3 separate regions of the Canis lupus genome follow, and regions 1 and 3 are each linked to region 2. A link is a contact called in public Hi-C data. All regions are on one chromosome and are shown on one strand. The core of a region is the stretch at or near the end of the contact, and the rest is flanking DNA. Distances in the headings are between cores, read along the strand shown.

What was found. A called contact is a pair of places that touch in the nucleus more often than the background predicts.
Region 1: a contact with region 2 is called in a Hi-C map of blood, with 2.3 times the contacts expected there. The contact joins the promoter of OSBP here to the promoter of ARL14EP in region 2. A contact is called at or near these places in 3 of 9 Hi-C or Micro-C datasets (amygdala and blood).
Region 3: a Hi-C map of blood shows a contact between it and region 2, with 2.8 times the contacts expected there. The contact joins the promoter of PATL1 here to the promoter of ARL14EP in region 2. A contact is called at or near these places in 5 of 9 Hi-C or Micro-C datasets (amygdala, blood, liver and 1 more).

The regions. Positions count from the first base shown.
Region 1 is chr18:37,592,402-37,595,101 of UU_Cfam_GSD_1.0, reverse strand. OSBP (oxysterol-binding protein 1) reads right to left here and starts at 1,326. Exons shown (of 14, transcript XM_038563166.1): 1 at 929-1,326. The coding sequence starts at 1,311.
Region 2 is chr18:37,413,317-37,416,016 of UU_Cfam_GSD_1.0, reverse strand. ARL14EP (ARL14 effector protein) reads left to right here and starts at 1,428. Exons shown (of 4, transcript XM_038563164.1): 1 at 1,428-1,579. LOC111090955 (a long non-coding RNA gene) reads right to left here and starts at 1,371. Exons shown (of 2, transcript XR_005373415.1): 1 at 1,113-1,371; 2 at 1-880.
Region 3 is chr18:37,542,305-37,545,004 of UU_Cfam_GSD_1.0, reverse strand. PATL1 (protein PAT1 homolog 1) reads right to left here and starts at 1,340. Exons shown (of 19, transcript XM_038563165.1): 1 at 1,295-1,340. The coding sequence starts at 1,309.

The DNA.
Region 1 (2,700 bases), core at 77-2,576, 180 kb before region 2:
GTAAGATGGGAATGTCTCCCGACCCCCTGGATTATCCTTTGGAGTCAGTGCAACCATCCACACTGTCCAGCACATGGGAAATGTTTATGTCCTGTCCCCAAACCCTGTATCCTGTCTCTAGGAACACGAGTAGCCAAAAAGCATGCTCCAGTTAGGGCAAGACTGTGAGTCACCATAAATATATACGAAACATTCCAAAACAAACACCGTAGAACAGAAGTCACTACACCAAAGACATGGCTTCTTCTTTTAATAAAACTTAAACCTAACCCACCGAAGCGACTCCAGAAATAACTGGATAGACCACTGAAATCATTCCCACCGGCGGGGAGGTGGGATCAGCGTAAATAAAAGCGGCACTAGAGTGCACATCTCCACTCCGGGCCGGCCAGAAGGTGAAAGCAGATGCCAAGTCTGGGAGAGATAAGGGAGACAAGGGGTGGATACCGAGGCCACCCTGTGCCTGGCGTCCTTGTGCCTGAACGTGGAGAGAGCAACGGCGGGTACATCAAGGGCTGCTGATAACCTTGAATTCTGGAGCCTGGGCAGAGACAGCTAAGGCTTGGGACTTTGCACAGTTAAGTTCCTTGAGAGCCACGCCTGGGCTTTGCTCTCCTCCACGCGCCCCTTCGCACCCGCAACAGCGCCTTCCTCGCAGAACTCATCATTGCACCGCGGTGCCGGTGGAACACAATGGGAGGGGAGACGCTCTCCGAACAATCGGAAAGGCCAGGGATCCAGGGGAAGGTACTGCACCGAGGGCGGGTAGCCCAGCCGAGGGGGAAGGCCCAAGGCGTTCGCTTTCGCGAGGGAGGGCTCGCGTCGCCCGCTGTCAACGCGCGCAGGTGGCGGACACGGGCCTGGGGCGACCTCGGCGGCGGGCCGGCTCCGGGGGCTGCGGTGGGGTCGGCGCCCCGGAAGCAGTTACCTGTAGTAGCTCAGGAGCCCGTTGCTCAGCACGAACCACCGCCGCTGGTAGCCTTTGATGTAATTGGTCCATTTGAAGAGCCAGCCCTCTCGAGCCGAGCCCGAGCCCGAGCCCCCGGCGCCCGAGCCGCCGGAGCCCCCCGCCGGCGGCGCAGGGGCCGGGCCCGCAGCCGCCACTCCCCCGGCGCCCGGGCCCGGGCCGCCCGCCGCCGCCGCCGCCGCCGCCGCGGTCACCGTGCCCAGCGCGGCCCCGGAGCCCGGCCCCGAGTCTCCGCGGCCGCCGCCGCCGCCTCCCACCACGGGGGGACCGGTGCCGCCGCCGCCCGGAGCCGCGATGGCCGCCGGGCCCGGCCCCACCACCCCTCTCAGCTCCGTCGCCGCCATGAGCCGCCGCCGCCCCGAGACACAGGACCGGAACCGCCTACGAGAGCCGCCGTCGCCGCCCGGAGCGCCCCACACGGCTAGCGCATCAGCCGCGGCCGCACCGCGTCCCCGCCCCGCCAGGCCCGCCGCGGGAGGAGGGCTCGGCCGCCGGGAAGGAGGCAGCCGATTGGCGCCGCGGAGCGTCACTTGCGGAGGGCCCCCAGGACATTGGCACTTCTCTCGGGCCTGTCAGCGCACGCCGCCCAGTCAGAGCCCGGGGTGGGACGCGCCCTCCAGGCGCGCCGCTGATTGGCTTCGGCGAAGGCCAATCAGACTCGCGTGCGAGCCCATTGGTGCTTTCCCGCAGTCGAGACCGCAGAGTGTCCGGCCAATTCGGTCACCCATTGGCCAGGGCTTCCGCCACTCATTTCAGTTTGTGACCCCGTCACTGCCACGTCACCCCCTCCCGTCGCTCTGCGCTGCGTCCCTGTTTCCGCCCTTACGGATTGGTGGTTGGTTGGTGTCAGCGGCTCAGCCTTTGCTGCCATTTGCTGGACGAGCTGAGGAAAAAGGGAAGGCGTCTCGCTGCCACAGCCTCACTTGCCTTTCTCATTGGTTGGCGTGCACGTCACTCACACGTTGGCGGAGAGCCCGGACGGGGTTGGGAGACGATTGGTTCCGGATACTGTCTGTGACCGCCGAAGCTTGGCGCCGCTGACCAATAGCAGAGAGGGGCTGGCTGGAGGCAGCCAATAGAATCCGGGAAGCCCGCCAGGGGGCGTGCCCGCTCGCTCCCAGCTTGTCTGGGTAGGTCGAAAGCGAGTCCTGTGCCGCAGAGCGATCCTTCCCGTAGGCGGCGGTGTAGGGGTCGCTGCTCCAGAGTTAAGACTCCCCGGTGGTTTCCTGTTTGGAAGAGGGACTCTCGGCAGTTAGCCGCGGCCTGTGTAGGGCCGCCTCCGGGCAGCCGGCTGGGAGCTGGAGGCCCGGATTCCTGCGGGGTCCACCGTCAGCTTCCCCGGTTCCCTCCTGGACCCAGGATGCACCGGACTCCGTCCCGGGTTTGCTCATCAGCGCACCACACCCCTTCCCTCGGGGCCCTGGACTGTCCGCAGGCTCTCGTTAGAGCACATTGGGTTCTAATAGGTACCTGGAGGCCAGAAAAGGGGAAGTCGCGGCCAGCGCAGCTGTAGGAAAGGCAGAGCCGCTTCCGGCCGCACTCCCAAAACAAAGCCACAGGAAACCGGATCAAACCAGACTGGCCCCGGCTGGCTGACAAAGAAGGCTGGACCCCCCCACCCCGGCCCCGCTGTCACCCCCGCCCCCCGCCCTGCCCCGCGACCCCAGCAAATACAGAAGAAAAGGCGTGAAACCCTGCTTTCAAGAAATCCCCGCCTCGTTAACTGTCAATAA
Region 2 (2,700 bases), core at 179-2,678:
CTCCAACTATTTCTCTTGCTTCTCACTGGGTATTTAAATTGATTCAATAAACCAGGTTATTCAAGCATCTTAATTTGGTCTGGAAGCTTTCTGTCTAATTACCTGCAGGATAGCTTCGCTAGTAGTGCGCTTGGAGGTCACCAGTGAGCCAAGTTAGTTTTCCATAGCGCAGCTCAAGGCAAGCATCAATCTCCCCCCTCTGAACGCCCCTGCCTTCGCGGCTCTCATTTTGTCCTGTTCGTGCCCTCGGGGTTTCTATTAACGGCATTTATCACATCACATCACACTGTGACCAACTGTTTGCTCCTCTCTCTGTTCTAGGGCTTGTCTGGGAGTTCTCTCCAAGTAGATATTTCTTAGCAAAGTATCAACCACAAAGTAACAAGAGAATGACTGAATGTGGCCTCCTGCAGACAGAGCTGCAGTCGAGTATCCCTAGTGTTTGGCCTTTCTCCCGTTCCTTAGTTCCAAGAGTGACTTGATTTAGCAGAGCAGCAAAACCCTGCGGAACGGAAGCGGTAGAGAGGAACACAGGCTCACTGCAGAGAAATCACTCGCCAGCGGAGGTGTGGGTGTGCCTCCACTTCCTCCTCCGTCTCACACTTTTCACTTGGCAGGTGAGATAAACAGTACTTTTGGTGTTGCCCCGCCGCCACCTGAAAATCGTTGAGAAGACTGGGGCCCTTCGGTCGAAGGGATCACAAACTCTCAAAAGCCTCTAGATGAATAAAATCCACTTTGGGCAGCCCGGGTGGCTCAGCGGTTGAGCATCTGCCTTCAGCCCAGGGCGTGACCCCGGGGTCCTGGAATCGAATCCCGCGTCGGGCTCAAGCATGGAGCCTGCTTCTTCCTCTGTGTCTCTGCCTCTCTCTCTGGGTCTCTATGAATAAACAAATAAAATCTTTAAAACAACAACAACAACAACAACAACAGAACACCTAAACTGTAGCAGAAAATAGGGAATGCAAGAAACGCCGTTTCTCCCCTCAAAATTTACAAGCATCTTCCGGGAGCCTGCATCCTACTCGAAGCAATAAACATAGCTGTTTTTGTCCTTTAAAAGAGACGCACGCCGAAATAGGTTCTTCGCTCGAACAAGAGAAATCACCTACAATTGTGAGACTACAAATAAACATCGGGTCTGTCCTCGGGGTTCTTGTTATTTCTCCGGGGACCAGAGGAGTGGGGCGCAGAAATCTGGCCTCACGCCCAGGCGCAGAGATTTGCGGACACGATGTAAGTCAGCGGAACCTGAGTCTCGTATGAAGAAAGGGCCTCACGGAGCTCCCAACGCCCTCACCTCGGGGGACAGACCGCAAAGCCCGGAGCAGCGTCGGGAGCGGCCATTGCTTCCCCGGGCGTCTTCCGCCAATCAACGCCGCCCCGCCCCTTCCGCCCGGGAGGCCGGCCCGGCTTGGGTCGCTCTAGGCCGCTCCTGGGCGTCTCTTTATGGTACGGCTGAGGCTCTCTAGCCCGCGCCCGCCGTCCTCTCAGTGGTAGCGCGGGCAAGAGAGGAAAGAGCTGGCGGCCGAGTGGGCTCTCGGCGAATGCGGGTGCAGCCGGAGCTCCGCAGAGGACGGTACGAGCTGAGGTACAAGGGCCCGCGGGGAGGGAGCTCTGGGGAGGGCGCGGGTGTGGAGACAGGGCCGTGGGGGAGCCCGGGAGCCCGGGGCCGGCTCCAGCAGGTCTCCCAGGAGAGGTGGGACGAGAGGCCTAGACACGTGAGAGGGACTTTCAGCTGTTGGCTGGGGCCGCCCCGCGGAGCCCCCCGCCTGCCCCAGTTCCTCGTTGGGCCCCTCGTGTCAGCGCGGCCGGGGTCGCACCTGTGTCCTCCGCGGGTTGTCGCCTCTTCTCCCGAGACCTGGAGCCCCGCAAAGCTATGCCTGATGCTTGTACGATTTACAAGAGGGTGATTGTGGCCTTGAACCTGGTGCACAGCCTGCATGCCTCCTGTTTCGTTTTTTATTTATTTATTTATTTATTTATTTATTTATTTATTTATTTATTTATACATACATACATACATACATACATCATACACACATACACACATACATACATACATATACATACATACAAACAGGCATCCTCCCAGCCCCAGATGCTTGGGTGAGGCAGATCAGTATCCATTCGTCCATCCCAAGGGCGTGAACCTAGCAAATGATCCCTGGATGTATCTGGTAGCTTGAAACATTGTGATGTGGCTGTCAGCTAGGGGCGTTATGCGCGTGCCCACCGTGCTGTCTGGAGGGAGGGGGAATGATTGCAGCCTCCTGCGGCCCTGGTCACCCTGACTTGGAGAGATTCATCCTCCGGAGTGTGCGATTGTGGCACTTTCTGAACATGTATTCAAAGACCTTTTTTTTTTTTTTTTTAACTAGAGGAGCGACAGCTGTAAAACAGGAACTAGATGGTTCCTTGTCCTCACAGAGCTTAACGTATGATTGCAAAACTAACGACGACAACAACAAAACCCGTGTCTCGGTGCTATGAAAAGGGAAGTCCCTGAAGTTCCTCTTTTGCTCGCCGGATGCGGAAAATAAAAACCTGCCTTCCAACAGCTGAGAATAGAGCAAAAGTTGTAATGCACTGTGAAATTGTTCTGCAGACACAGAGGCAAAAGGACCCATAACAATAGTATTTGGGGTGGGGAGGGAGGGGGGAGGCACACCAAATACGTGAAGACACCGGTGCTGCCCT
Region 3 (2,700 bases), core at 91-2,590, 130 kb before region 2:
CAAAGGGACAATACCTTAGAGAGTTGTGTGAGGATTAAATGAGGCAAAGATTTGGCAAAAATTGTGGACTGCTGAACGATGGTAGTATCAGAACAATTTAGGTTCCTTCTGCTTTAAGCATTTCCCCTCTCCACTTTAGTTTTCCACTGATTTCTTATTTCTCCAAGTTCTCTTTTGTGTTGGCAACTCTGCCTACTGCACCTCATCATCTCTCTCCATGTTTACATCAAGTCGGTTCGGTCTTGAACCATTCCTATCAAGTATCAAGTACACGTGTCCCCAATTTTCAAAGACTCAGGCCACATATCAATAGGCAAGCCTGTGATATACCGTGCCGGGCTACGTCCTGAAGCAGGCTGTTCCCAAAGGCAAGGTTAGGCCAAGAGGCCATCCTAACCCGGGTTAAGCCCTCCCAAAGTTCCCCAAAGCAGGCATGCGACTGCCTCCGCAGCAGAGGCAGCTTCCAGCCGCACTGCACTCCCTTCCAAATCACAAAAGACCTACTTAACCAAATCACTGCTTTTTTAAATTGTGAAGCTTCTCAGCGATCACCTGGAGCAGCCTTCCGTCTACAAAATCCAGAAACTTTCTGTCCAGAGACTAGGAGCAGCTCAAGGTCAAAGGGTGAGTTAGCGGCAGGGTCACAGGACTCCCGACTGTTGCTGCTGCATTCCCGGGATGGTCAGCGAGCCCACGTCTCCCTCCACTCGCCCCAGAACAACTTCTGCGGGACACGCCCCCTCCCAGTTCGGAGCCCGGTTTGGTAAACAGTCTCGGGCCCCAGGAAAGGGCGAGTCCGGGGCCCCCCTCCCCCCGCCCCACGACCCGCCCGTGCCCGAGCCTCCGGGTGTGTGTGTAACCGGAGGGGAGGGGGTTCCGGGTCCAGGGCGGGAAACGTGTATCTAGGCTTTCCCGGGAGACTCTTCCCGAAGGAGCGCCAGCCGGTGGGTGCAGCGCTCTGCCCCCCCGCGGCTCCCGCCGGGGGTGGGGGTGGGGGTGGGGGTGGGGGCGGGGGCTGCTCAGGTCACCGCACTTAACGGGCCCTCCCCACCCCAAAACGGAGGCCAACTCTCCCCAGCCGCAACTGATAGGGGCAGTCCCGCCCCCTGGAGCCGGCTCCGCGCCCTCGGACTAGAGCCGCGCGCGACCCCAGGCCCTACGCGCTCCACTCGGTCCCGCGTCCCGCCGCCAGCCGCCCCCGCCCTCCCCTCCCCTCCCCCCCGGGGCGCGGGGGTGAGAGAGCAGAGGGGGCGCGGGAGGGAGGGAGGGGTCACTTCCGGTCGCAAGAGCTCACCTCGTAGCGGAACATTCTTGGGGAGGGGGGGAGGGAGCGGGGAGGGGAGTGGGGGAGGGAGGGAAGAAGCGCTGCCGCCCCGGGCTCCTCCGCGCGCGCGGGTCCTCCGCCGGCTCGCGACCCCGGGCCGCCGCCGTACGCCGGAGCGTGCGTGGGAACGTGCACAGGCGCGCCTCGGGGAGGGCGGCCCCCGCTCGGCGCTCGGCGCCCGGCGCGGCGGCTGCGCGGGGACAGATTTGGCGTCCCGCTTCCTAGTCTCAGCGGCGGGAAGGAGGTCCCGTGGAGAGAGACTGCGCACGCGCCGCCCGTCGGGGGCTTCCTCGCGAGCCCGACTCGCAGCCCCGCCCCCCGCCCCCCCGCCGGCTTGTCAGCGCCCGCCCCGCGCTCAGGGCCGAGTCACGAGTTTTCCGTCACCGACGGGGCGGAGAGAAACTCGTGATTGCCACAGGCTCTGGCTCCGGAGGGCCCCGGGCTGAGCGGGCTGGCGGACGCGGAGGTGGCTGGGCCGTGTCTCCGGCGGGCGGCCTCGGCGGGCCCGGCCGGGCCTTCGTCGGGGGCTGGATTCGTCGCCGCTCGAGCCGCGCGTCACCCGCTGAGTCCACAGCAGGTCGGAGCCGTGATTTATGTGTGTCGAGGGGATGACGGCGCCGCGCTCCTCCAAAGCGGGGGCTGGTTCCGGGAGGTCCGACCCGGGCGATATTTTTAGGCGCCAGGTGCTCCGGGCAAGTGGCGCGGGGGAGCCGGCAGAGGTCGGCGGGGCCACGGAGCGCCGCCCCCCGCCTGCGCCCCGGGGGACCCCGCCCCCCCCACGCCCAGCGGCCCGATCCCGGGAAGGCGCTGCTCCGGGGCTCAGCCTCCGCGCCCTGCTCCCAGGGGGCCTGGAGGGTCGTCCTCAGCCTGCGCCCCGGGGGACCCCGCCCTCCCCCCCGAGTGGCCCGAGCCGGGGAAGGCGCTGCTCCGGGGCTCAGCCTCCACGCCCTGCTCCCAGGGGGCCTGGAGGGTCGCCCCCCGCCTGCGCCCCGGGGGACCCCGCCCCCCCCACGCCCAGCGGCCGGAGCCCGGGAAGGCGCTGCTCCGGGGCTCAGCCTCCGCGCCCTGCCCCCAGGGGTCCCGGTGGGTCGCCCCCCCCACACCCGTGCGGGCGCCGCGCAGGCCTCGTCGGGCCCGCTGAGCTCACGGAACTAACTCTCACTTTTCCCCGTAAGGACTAAACTGCAACCACGAAGAACTCATTCCTGTGCGTTTCGCAACTCCTCTCTCCGCGTGTCTGAAAATGCAGCTTGGCCTAGGGATGGCAGCGGCGAATTCCTCACGTGTGAATCAGAGCCTGAGTCCGCACACTTTGGATCTGGAAATAGGAGTCCTGGGTGGGAATCGGTGCTTTGTCACTGCTCAGCTTTTGGGCA